2 separate regions of the Gossypium hirsutum genome follow, and region 1 is linked to region 2. A link is a contact called in public Hi-C data. All regions are on one chromosome and are shown on one strand. Each heading gives the region's core, a stretch centred on a gene start, on an enhancer-like site or on the middle of the called end of the contact. The rest is flanking DNA. Distances are from core to core; before and after follow the strand shown. Region 1 holds the start of LOC107919609 (putative F-box/FBD/LRR-repeat protein At4g03220). Region 2 holds the start of LOC107920748 ((S)-2-hydroxy-acid oxidase GLO1).

Region 1 (6,091 bases), core at 2,590-5,089, 300 kb after region 2:
GTTGTCAATCCTACACAGAAACTAGAGACAAAAGAAAGGGCTAAAAGCCGGCGTTGAATCAGTTCTTTTGGAAGGGATAAATGGAGAAAATTAGAACACAAAATGAATGAAGTAGGGTTGGCGATGGTAACACATGTTTTTGGAATCATTTAGCAAAGTCAGTTCAATTGCTGTTTCTCACTGACTCTTTCACCCACCCATTTCAACAAGCCTCATTGATCATCATATACGTCCAAATTATTCTTTTATACCATTTCTTGTACAATTATTAACTCCATGATCTACGAGACAATAAGCAAAGCAAGTCTAAGTTTTGATGCTCTTAAACTCATGGGATTTATTAAAATGATAATTATTATGTGCACTAAATATATAAAATAAAGCATCAAATACAAATTGTGATGTAGGATGAAAGATGAAAGGCTGCACATACGGGAATCACGCAAGGCATAAGCCGAGCAAACGTGCGCGCACAATCACGACATAGGACATGTATCCCGAGAGTAATTATGGTAGGCCTTCCCCATGATCAAGCATGATGAAAATGATAATAATTGTCAAAAAGTTGAACGATTAACTCGTTAAGAATAAGATTTGCTGTAATGGGTCCTAAAGTCGGAGAAACAGAGCTTCAATATAGGGGGTCAGGGACTTCATCTTTGTTTAAATTGACCAAGAATCACCTTTACATTATGCTTTTTAATCTCAATAATTCAAAGCACTGATCCCGAAGAAGGAAAAAAGAGGTAGGACATAGGACAATATGATGGCTATCTACATCTGGGTCATTGTTAATGATTGATGGGTAATTTAAAATTATCGATTGAGAGTCACGGATTTTATTTTAAGAGAAACTTCTCTTCAATGCATGAAACTTTATGTAAAAAAGAAAAGCCCAACTCTTTATTCGTGGGAATGGGATAGGATTGATGCGGAGTCAATAGGGGGACCCTTATTGATGGTCTCGTATGATACTGAAAATTGGGCACTAAATGTTAAAGTACATAGCAACCCACCTAAAGCTACGGAAAATAATTAAACACAGCGATCCAGAATCAGTGCACTATCGAATCTCGTGAGGGTTGCTGTCCATCCCAGTGATGAACCTTCAATCTGCATTTTAGCCACCACCATTTTTAACACTAGGAAATTATGGCCACATTTCCAGAATTTCCAAACTGTAAATTTTCGACTTTACCGGCATTCCTGGTTCATTCAAATTGAACTGGTATTGCCAAATTATTAGTATTTTTCTTTCTTTTTTTCAAATGATAAATATCATTAATAAAAAATAGCTTAATTCACGATTTGGTTCTTAAAGTATATCCATTTTCCTTTTTAGTACCTGAATTTTTTTTTAATCAATATAATATAAAATATTATTTTTTAAAAAAACACGTGGTGTGTTCTAATAGTGCCACATGGTTGGTCAACGACTGGGCAATACCTATTAACACTAATCAATGGTTAGTCAAAGTTAAATGTGTTTTTAATATTTAAATATTTACTATTATAATTTTCTATTTTTTAATTTTTAAAAAAACCTAATTGCCACATGACATTTTTATTGGCCAAAGTTGGCTAATAATTTTTTAACGCCTGTTGCTAAATGGACCAAAAACAAAGAAAATTGATACTTTAGATACCAAATTGGAACAAAGAAGTTTTAGTACCAAAATAGAAAAATAAGTATACTTTTAAGGGCTAAATCATGAATTATGCCATAAAAAAGGGTTAGTACGTCATTCATGGGCCCAAAGCTCAGAAGATACGACAATTCAAGACCAAAGGTCGAGCCCAAAGGCATAACAACCCTACAAAACACCTTAATTTTTAATAGGGCCGCTGCCGCCATGCATGGATGAGTGGGGAAGCAAACACCGGGAGACTGTCAAGAGGTTGCCAAACTGGCCTTGATAGCATGCTCGCCTCCGTAAGGAGGCCAAGCCGACGTGAAGCCATGGAAAGTCAAAGATGTCGAATTCACCAACAACATAGAAAACCAATTGGTGGGTTGAATAGACCTTTAGAGCTATTGGGCATAAACAAGCGTCAGGGAAAGCATTGGTGCGATGACTCCATTAACCATCATGAAACAGGACCGACAAAAAGTCTCGAGAAATGTCGGCGTTGCAACATACTAGGCAAGGCTTCACAATTTGGATGAAAAAGAAAATAAAACATCCTAGATGCCAGAGTGGTGGCCGAAAGCAAAACAGGCGGACCCATGGAGAAGCAAGACATGGCCTCTCCTTGGCAGACTAAGGCCGGCAATGGAGGAACGATCAGGCCTTGAGTTATTATGCCGAAAAACAATAGGCAAAGTAAAAACCTGTAGATGATAGTTAACGATGTGAACGACCGGCTGGTCGTTGAACCCAAAGGTTTGGAGGAAATAAGAAAAGAGATTTCCAGAGAGAAGGAAGAGAAAGTTCCTAAAGAGAGAATATTGATTGTATCACGTTTCATTATGATATTTCTCTGATGATGCTGATTGGGATCTCCTTTTTTAGAACTTTTAAAATAATTAGATAGAAATTTTGCTATTTAGGAAGTTAAATTATAATTTTATTATATGTAAACATATAAATTTATAAAATTTAAAGGGCTAATTTTTTTTTTTTGAATCCTTATCTGACCCTTCTAAAATAGTTGGATTAAAGCTTAATTAAATTAACTTAATTAACATAAACATAATTTAATTAACTTAATTCAACATTAATCAATCTTAATGGGTTTTGCTATCATCATCAACTATCTCTTATCTACAAAATAGTCTAATAATAATTTTGACCCTTTGTTAATTACTATTTAAGTCCTCAAGTTTTTGGTCAATTAAAACTCTATGAGGATTAAACTTTTACAATTTAGTCCCTGAGCCTTAATTAACAATTAATTTAATAAAATTACTTGCCCAATCTTCAATATATTTTTATATTATCCTCGTAAATATCATATTTAATATTTACAGATTCAATTTAGAAAAATCAAAATTTGAAACTACATTTTCCAGTATCACTGAAAGTTGGGCAGTTACATTCTTACCGACAATAGGATTGGTAAAAGTTTTACGTTTAAATTTTTAATTGACACCAATCTTGATTAAGATCCCTGGACAACTTCTATCCATACCCTTATTTCAAACAAGAATTCAATGAATTATGACCAATAAATTAACACTCTTAGTATTTTTCTTTTATTTACCATGTTCCTTTTATGGCTTATGTTTAAGGTTCGTGATTATTCCTTTCAACAATATTGTCTTTAAGATTTGAACCTTAATTCCCCTTTAAGAATGCAATATGTCGGCGAGAGGATTTGTCACGATTGTCGGCGGAAATATAAGTAAAAGTATTCCCAAACAAAATTTTATATGAAATTAGACATTTTTTTGATACAACATCTAAAACTAACTCGTCCCCAACACATGAATAAGAGGGATAAATCGAGCTTGAGTGTGCTGGAACCGATGTTTTCTTGCAATAGTAACAATACCGTTACCAACTGAGACAGTATATGAAATTAGACATCTAAATAAAGGTAATACGTAATTTTAGGATAAAACGAACTTAAGCACGCTTGAACTCATATCCTCCTACATTGGCAATAATACTAATAGCAACTGTATTTTTATTAGGGAATTGCATATTTTGATTAATTATTAAGTGTATTAGGATAAAAATTAAACTTAATAATATATAAATAAATGGAGTGAATGAAAACTAAAAAAATTACCTTAATACAGTTTAAAACAAACGGTAGCACTAACATGTAGCTAAATAATTAATTTTTTATTTGACTTGTTTTTAATAAAAAAACAAACTCAAATGCTATTCTCGTTCCTCGTGACTTCACTCTTTTGAAAAATTCAAACCCTAACCTCTGCAATTTCGACCGATTTTCAGTGATTAGAAACAAAATTATTATCATAATTTTCATGGAAACCAGATCCGCAAAACGAAAGAAGTATTGGTTGGAAGGCGAGAATGGAATCGATAGAATTAGTGATCTCCCAGACGTTGTTCTTCATCAAATTCTTTTTCATTTACCCATCAAATCCATAGCGCAAACCAGCGTGTTATCGAAAAGATGGAGATCGTTGTGGATTTCATTCCCTGATCTTGACTTCACCTCTATTAATCCAATCGGTGTTGCTTCAACGAATGCTCCAAATACGAAGCCGAGTATAAAAAATAAAAGATTATTATTATGTCCGCATTCTTTTTCCGTTAAACGACTGGACTTCATTAGCCAGGTATTAGCTCTCCGCGACAAGCAATCCGATCTAAGGATCCTTCGTTTCCGTGCTCCTTTGAGCTTTTCACGTCTAAATGGCTTGATCCGTCTCGCCGTAAGGCAAAATGTGCAGGAATTAGACGTTGAAGTCGCCACCGACGATTACTTTAATTTCCCACGAAGTGTTCTCACCAGTGAATCATTGCGTGTCTTCAAGTTGCGATCTCGATACCCCGGTTTCCGTTTACTACCTCCGTCGGTCATGAAACGTGGTTTCCAATCCCTCCACACCTTATCTTTATCTCTCGTTATTTTATACGATCAGCCCACACTTTCCGATTTGTTTACGGATTCATCGTTTCCTCGGCTCAAGAAATTGAACCTCGATGCTTGTTTTGGGTTGAAACAGCTTAAGGTTAGTTGCTTGGCACTAGAGGAATTCACGCTTGAAAATTGCTTCCAATTACATGGATTGGATGTCTCGGGGGCTAAATTGAAGACATTGCAAGTTGCGAGCTGTTTCGATGCGTATTGTGATAAGAGTTGGGTGAAGATTAATGCACCGAGCTTGAGAGTCATGGTATGGGAATATAATGCCATCACCGAGAACAGCTCGTTGGAGAACTTGGTATCGGCTCATGAGGCTTCCATTGGTTTCTTTGTGCTTAATGAAGATTTCAGTGTGACGAAGATTCGGAGTGTGTCCAATCTTTTATCTGCTCTCTCCAGACTCCACACCTTAACGCTTGAAGGCCAATGCGTTGAGGTACATTTTTTTTACTTCTCAATTCATGCATTGCTTTACTGCCCTTTGCTGTTTGTAAAAGTCTTGCAAGGTGGAGAAAATAATATTAAGAAATTTGGAATTCAATTCAATTTAATTATAAAACACTAAAAATCTCGAATAAAAAAGATTTCTTGCACATTAATCATATTGATATTTGTCCCTAAAAGTCCTAATGGGATCCATGAATAATGAAATTTTGTCCTTAAAATCCCTTCAATTGCCCTTCTATTTTAATTTTTTTTATTTTTCTTTATTATCATTTTAAACATTAAATCACAAAATATAGCAGGTGTTGTCAAGCAGGAATTATATTGCAAATCTAATGCATCCATTCGACCAACTAAAATCCCTAGAGCTACAAACTGGCTTCAACAAACACAATCTCCCCGGATTAGCTTATCTCTTCAAGTGCTCTCCTGCATTACACACTCTAATTCTCAAGATCCTCAATGATTATAAGATTGAACGAAGAGTATGTACCCATATATATGTATATATATTTACATTTACATTATAAACGAAGAGAATGTACCCACAGTTCTTTTTTTTACATTATATATAAGTTGTCATGTTTAAATTTAATTTACTTGGTGATTGTTTTATTTGAACTTATTTTCAGAAATGGAACAAGGACTTGTGGGACATACCTAGCTCAGAAGAACAATTCTGGGAATCTCAAAGCCAGGCATTGAAGCCATTGCTTAACAACCTTAGTGTAGTGAAAATACATGGATTCTTAGAATGTGAGAATGAAGTTAGCCTAGCAAAGTTCTTGTTGAAGCATGGGAAAGCATTACAAGAGATGACATTTTTCTCCGGGCACTGCAACTATAGAGATTCCCTACGACGACAAAAGATTAGGTCACAAATGATGGGGTTTTCCAGGGCATCTTCTAATGCAAAGATTGAGTTTCTCTAAACTTCATTTGCAGAATATTTTTTAATGTAAATTTGCAACATCAATGGTGACAGTTTTTATGGTGACTTTCTCTAGATACAATTTTTATGGTGACTCTCTAGATACCAGGTTCCTTCCTTAATTACATTTGGTATTAAGTAACTGACACA
Region 2 (6,305 bases), core at 3,558-6,057:
GCCCGTTTAGATATGACAGAAACAAGGTTTGAAATTGAGAAGTTCAATGGTGAGACAAATTTCAATCTGTGGCAAGTTCGGATGATGACAATTCTAGTTCAAATCGGCTTGAAAAATGTTGTTACCAGGAAAAAGCTCAAGAATCTAAATCAAATAAAATGGGAAGAGCTTGATGAAAAGGCATTGTCTGCAATCCAATTGTGCCTCGCGAATACGGTATTGCAAGAGGTATTGATGGAGAAGACCTCATCTGCCTTGTGGAAAAGGTTAGAAACTCTTTATGCGACTAAGTCTCTGGCTAACCGTTTAGTATTGAAACAACGTCTATTTACGTTTCGCATGAACAAAAGTGAGCTTTTTAGAGATCACATCAGTCAATTCATTACTCTTTTAAATTATTTAAAGAATGTTGAGGTCCATATTAACGATGAAGATCAGGCTATGCTATTATTGTACTCTTTACCCTCTTCATACAAGTCTTTCAAGGAGACCCTGATTTAAGGCAAAGACAAACTCTCGTTCGAAGATGTGAAGGGTCATTTGTTGAGTAGGAAAACTCGACAATGAGTTTGGTTTGGATAGCAAGACAGATAGACAAGCTTCCGTTTTGGTAGCATCAAAGAAACAAGATAAAAGGTGTTGCTAGTGTAAAAAGTTAGGTCACGTCAAAGTAGATTATTATAAACTACGAAATAAAAGGGCTGTTGAGAGTAACGAGGAATATGTAGCTGGTGCTAATTTGGTCGATGAAAGCGGTGATGATTTCTTGTTAGTGTCAACGAGCGATAACTCCAAGCTCACATCTGAGTGGATCCTAAATTCAGGATGTTCTTTCCACATGTGTCCCAATAGAGAATTGTTCTCCGCATACAATTCGGTTGAAGGTGGAGTTGTGCGCATGGGAAACGATCCATCTAGTAAGGTAATTGGTATTGGTACTGTTAAAATTAAGATACACGATGGGACGATTAGGACACTCTCAGGTGTCGGGTATGTACCTGATTTACGAAAGAATCTCATCTCCTTGAGTATTTTAGACTTGAAAGGATGTAGAATCAACATTGAGTCGAGCGACATTAAAGTATCTTGTGGAGCTCTCATTTTGTTAAAAGGTTAAAGAACCGACAGTCTTTATATTCTAGAAGGTTCTACAGTGACCAGTGAAATCGGATGTCCCTCGTCTGTTATGAAGTCGAAGTCAACTCGTTTGGAATGAAGAAAACTTGGTCATAGGAGGGAAAAAGGTATGACCGTTTTGTTGAAAAGAGGTTCTCTTTTGGATGTAGAATTTGAAAAGTTAGGGCACTGTGTTCGTGAAAATCAGACCGGGTTAGTTTTGATTTGGCAGTGCGCAAGTCGAAGGCTAGAAGTCTTCCAGCTTCTAAGCACAGATTCAACTCAGTTAATTCCCTGCATAGTTCAAGATAGGCCCGTGGCGGGCTTTGGCAAGAATTCGTGTCAATGTGGAGATTGTTAGAGTTGTGTAACCCAAATTCTAAGAGATTGCTTGCAAGTCAAGTTAAACAAAATATATTTTCTTTCTAGAAGATTTAGTATTTATGAATACAATATATTTAGCATTTATTAGCATAGTTTATTTGACTTAATAATTTAGCATATAAATAGGTTATTTTATAACTTTAGAAAATACACTCATTAGAGATTAGAACTCATAACACATTTAGAGAATTTTGTGTTTACATTTTGAGGGTTCTTTGTTTTCGAGTTTTCGAGGTTTAGTTTTTATGTCCATATTTTGTGCTCTTCGTTCTTTTGCCATTATAGTAAAATTATCTTTTCCCGTGATTTTTTGTCCTCTTAAAATGAGTTTTTTCACGTTAAATTTGTGTGTTCAATTTCTCAATTTATTCCGCTATTTTTTTTTACTTGTTGCTTAATCGAGTTGATCTTAACAGTACTCATCACACAAGAAGGTTCTATTCTATTGTAGCTTGCACCTTATGGATCATTTGGAAATCAAGGAATGAGCTCACCTTCCAGAATGCTAATCCCATCCTGTGTGTTGCAGTAAGAAGGATCCAAGATCTAGAACTATCTATCCTCAATGCTTACCTTCATGACTATAATCAAGCCTCTCATTTAAGAATTCGAGATTTGGGTGTGAATCATATACCTCCCTCTACCTGGACTCTTTCTTTTTGCATTGTTCATGATAATCAAAAGGATATGACAAACGAAGCTAAAATTGCCTAAGACCACAGTGACTCTCAATTTTTTTCATCTGAAGTTTTAAATTTGCAAGCAAAATCCGAGCTAGGCTTCTTATCTTACACTTTATCCTTTTAAATTTTAAATCCTTCTTGTAGGCTCCTTAAAAATGATAAAAAGAAGAAGAAGCAAAATATCATTCTTGGACGCACAAAAGTAAGATGGAGAAGATGTAAGGCAACTCCAGTTTGTCACTATTCAGCATTAGCTGCTAAGCAACAATACATTTTGCAAAGAAGCAAAACAGTAGGCAACACACGCTTTGGGGCACGGCCTTAACCTTTCTTGTTTTGCACAAAAAACAAAAAATCCTTTTTACAGTCTATCTTGTCTGTTACTTTTTCTTTTTTAATTTTGTTCGACGATGGTTTAATGTTGGTTGAAGATATACAATAATAGTAAGTTTTCAAAATACTAATTTTTACTATTAAATAGATTATAAAATGGATATTTAACATTTATATTAATTTTATGTAAAAATCACTAAAGGAGAGAGCGCATTCGAATCTCGTACTAAGATTGACTCCGAACATCAAAAAAAAAAAATCAATTTTAAATATTTAACTTTTATATTAAATTTATGAAATTTATATTTTAATGCCTGTCGTGTATGTATATATAATAATTTAATTAATATATTTAAATTTATCATCATTTAAAGGTTAAAATGTGCCAAAAGTCTCCGTACTTTTTGAAATTTAGGAATTTAATCTGTTTACTTTTATTTTATAAAATTTCATCTTTCTAACTTTTAGATTTTAAAATTTAGATTGTTAGCACTGCTAAATTCTTTTTGTTAAATTTATTGTTGTGACATTTTTGAAATAAAAAAATACTCACTTGATAGTCATGCAATTAAAAAAAATAATTTTGTATTTAACTTGTACACAATATTAACAATTGGACTTAAATTTTAAAATCTAAAAAAAAGACTAAATTCTATAAAATAAAAATATAGAGACTAAATTTTTAATTTTCGAGATGTACAATAACTTCAGGCACATTCTAACCTCATTTAAAATATATAATCTATAATGTTAAGAAAATATAATCTAGAATCTATAAATATAAATAAATAATATTATGAAGTGATTTAATATATTTTTATTAATAAAAAATTAGAATAAATATGTTTGAACCCATTAATCATCTTTATCAAGCAAAAAGTAAATGGCTTCGACAGGCAATAATGCTGGAAGATCGACAAAAAAGGTTAGCCGAAGGCCGGATGAACCACCGGATCCGGATGATCTTGTGGTCAATGATAAAGGCATGAGTGTGGATATTCCTACGGCTCAATCCGAGTCTTGGAAAGACAAGTTTCTGGGTACCCACAAATGAGAAGAGTAATCTATAGAATGAAGATGATATCAAATTACTTGAGGGAGGCGCGAAAAAGGAGATTGTTGATGGCATCCCTTCCATCACTTTCTCTGACCGAGTGCATCATTTTATTGCCAAACAAATGACTCGAACGGTGGTTGTCAAACTACTAGGAGGAAAATTTCATATCTCACTATGTCAAACAAATTGCAAGCAATTTGGAAAACTAAGCAGCCTTTACAGATAATTGATATAAAGAGTGACTACTTCTCTGTCAACTTTCAAAATGATGATGATTACCTTTTGGTGATGTCTGGGGGGCCTTGGACAATTTTTGGGCAGTACCTCTCTGTACGGCTATGGACTCCTGAGTTCTCAACAGATCAAGAGTTTCCTAAGAATATGATGGTCTGGATCAGATTGCCTGCATTGCTGGAAGGAATGTACACGAGAAGTCTACTCAAGTTCATTGGAGGCGCGATTGGTCCCGTTGTGAAAATAGACCGTAACAAGACTTCCAAATCTAGGGGGCAATTTTCGAGGATTGCGGTTTACATTGATCTAGGGAAACTATTGATTTCAAAGCTACAGATTGATGGGAGGATACAACGTGTGGAATATGAATCCATGTCCTAGGTTTGTTTTAAGTGTGGGAGATTCAGACACTCTAGAGATTCTTTCTGTCATAATTTTGTAAGAGATGTTTCATCTGTAGGAGCTGCGACTGGGAATCTTGACAAGGGTGTATTTAACCAAGGAGGGGAAACGTTTGATTGCTCTGGGAAGAATAGTTTAGCGCCTGATGTTGAGGAAGGGGATCAGTTTGGGCCATGGATGTTAGTGGAACGCAAGCCACGGCGGAAACCATTAACGACGGCAACAGAACCTAACAGTAACTCTGTTGTCGGGATCGAAGGTTCGAGATTCAACATTCTAAGCGGTAATCACGGGTTGATTGGAGAGGTGGCTCCTGATATCTTTTATGGAAACACTGGGAATCAGGGATCTACTGTGCCAACATTGGGAACAAAGCTGCAATCTAGGGATAAAGCGCCATTCAATCCTCAAATCAAGGGTAAAGCTTTTAAGAAGGGACTTGCAAAAAAAAATGCAAAGCTGTTTCATCAGCGAATGGGCTGAAAAATATTTCACATGCTTTAAAGCCTGTTAAGAAAAATGGGCCTTCGCTTGGGTCGGAGGAAAACCCATTTGACGAAGGATAAAAAATGGGTCCAAAATTGATGGAATCTAACTCTGTCCCAATTAAGGGTCTGTTTGATAGGGGAAAATATTTTCCGGAATTGGTTTTTCCCATTTTCCAGTGTTTGATTGGAAGAAAATATTTTCCTTTTGGAAAATCAACTCCAAAACACGGGAAAATGCCTTACAATTTTTGAGAAATTGTCTTACCGATTCAATCTCCGTAAGACATTTTCCTAAAGCTCTCAGGCATTCTTCTCCCTTCATCCATTCTTCTCCCTTCATCCGGTAAGCTCCCTTCATCCACTCTTCTCCCTTCCTTCATTCCTTCAAATTTCTGTTCTCGAAAGCTTCATTTTGGTTCAGAACTGGAAACCGCTGCTGGTACGTTGCAATTCTATTTTTCGACGGTTACTTCGTTTATTTTTCATTTCTTTTTGGCGTTTATGCTCCGTTTATTTTTCATTTCTTTTTGGCTGCTACTGCCGCTGCCATTTCTGCTTTCAAATGATGGGTAAGCTTCCTTTTTCTTTTATTCTTCGTTCGGTTGTTAATGCTGAAAGCCATCTTTCTAATTTCCACTCTTTTTCTTCTTCTTCTAACACCATTGCTACCCACATCGACTGCCTAAGTAAGAAACCCATGTCCATGCCTGTTAGAGGAAAGGGAAAAACAGACCACCGCTTCGATAATGTTGATCATGCTTTGAGTTTGTTCAATAAGATGATTGAAAAGTACCCAAAGCCTTCAATTGTGGAATTCACTAAATTATTTGCAGCCATTGTTAGAATGAAACATTATGCCATTGTTGTTTCTATGTGTAGCCAGATGGAATTATTAGGTGTTTCCCATGATGTTTATTCTGTGAGCATCTCGATTAATTACTTTTGTCAATTAGGTCGAATTGATTTTGGGTTTTCTATTTTGGGGAAAATGCTGAAGTTAGGTGGAGCCTGATGTTGTAATTTTTTCAACTTTGATTAATGGGCTTTGTAATCAAAGTAATATTTCTGTGGCCGTTTGTGTGTTCGATATAATGTTTTCTGGAAAAAGGATTGATCTTTATGGTTGTATTATCTCTAGTAATCTTTTGTAAATATAATGTTTTCATCTTTGTTGTTGATTTATATTCTGCCCTCTTTATACATAATGTTCTGTGTAGAGAATGAGTATATATCTTGTATCCTGTTGAATGGGAATATATAATTGAACCTATTTTACTTTTCTTTTCCCAGTTGGTTGTGGAAAGAATGTTGGCTTCTGAAGGAATAAAAATGGTAGAATTGGGCAGAGATGAATTAGAAAAACGAGTTTGGGAGTGGAAAGAGAAGTATGTCTTCCCTTAAATTATTTGCATACTTGGTTTTTCTGCTGTTCTTTGCTGATTTTGAATCTGTTACTTTGTACATATCATCTATTGTGTTTTTGTTGTTTATGAAGAAATGGCTTAGGGGGTTCTCCACAACTTCAATAAATTCTACTTCTTCTCCTTCCAAATACTAATACTTATGGAGTTTTATTGCTTTAACCCGTTGCTTAATTTCTGGTGTTTA

What was found. A called contact is a pair of places that touch in the nucleus more often than the background predicts.
Region 1: a contact with region 2 is called in a Hi-C map of leaf, with 2.5 times the contacts expected there. The contact joins the promoter of LOC107919609 here to the promoter of LOC107920748 in region 2. A contact is called at or near these places in 6 of 34 Hi-C or Micro-C datasets (callus, leaf and seedling).

Annotation. Positions count from the first base shown.
Region 1 is chrD13:9,404,859-9,410,949 of Gossypium_hirsutum_v2.1, forward strand. LOC107919609 (putative F-box/FBD/LRR-repeat protein At4g03220) reads left to right here and starts at 3,840. Exons shown (of 2, transcript XM_041110215.1): 1 at 3,840-5,002; 2 at 5,643-6,027. The coding sequence starts at 3,938. The coding sequence ends at 5,942.
Region 2 is chrD13:9,104,513-9,110,817 of Gossypium_hirsutum_v2.1, forward strand. LOC107920748 ((S)-2-hydroxy-acid oxidase GLO1) reads left to right here and starts at 4,808. Exons shown (of 4, transcript XM_041110208.1): 1 at 4,808-5,040; 2 at 6,002-6,082. The coding sequence starts at 6,003. It overlaps LOC107920749 (a long non-coding RNA gene), which reads right to left and starts at 4,677. Exons shown (of 2, transcript XR_001690764.2): 1 at 3,853-4,677; 2 at 3,309-3,718.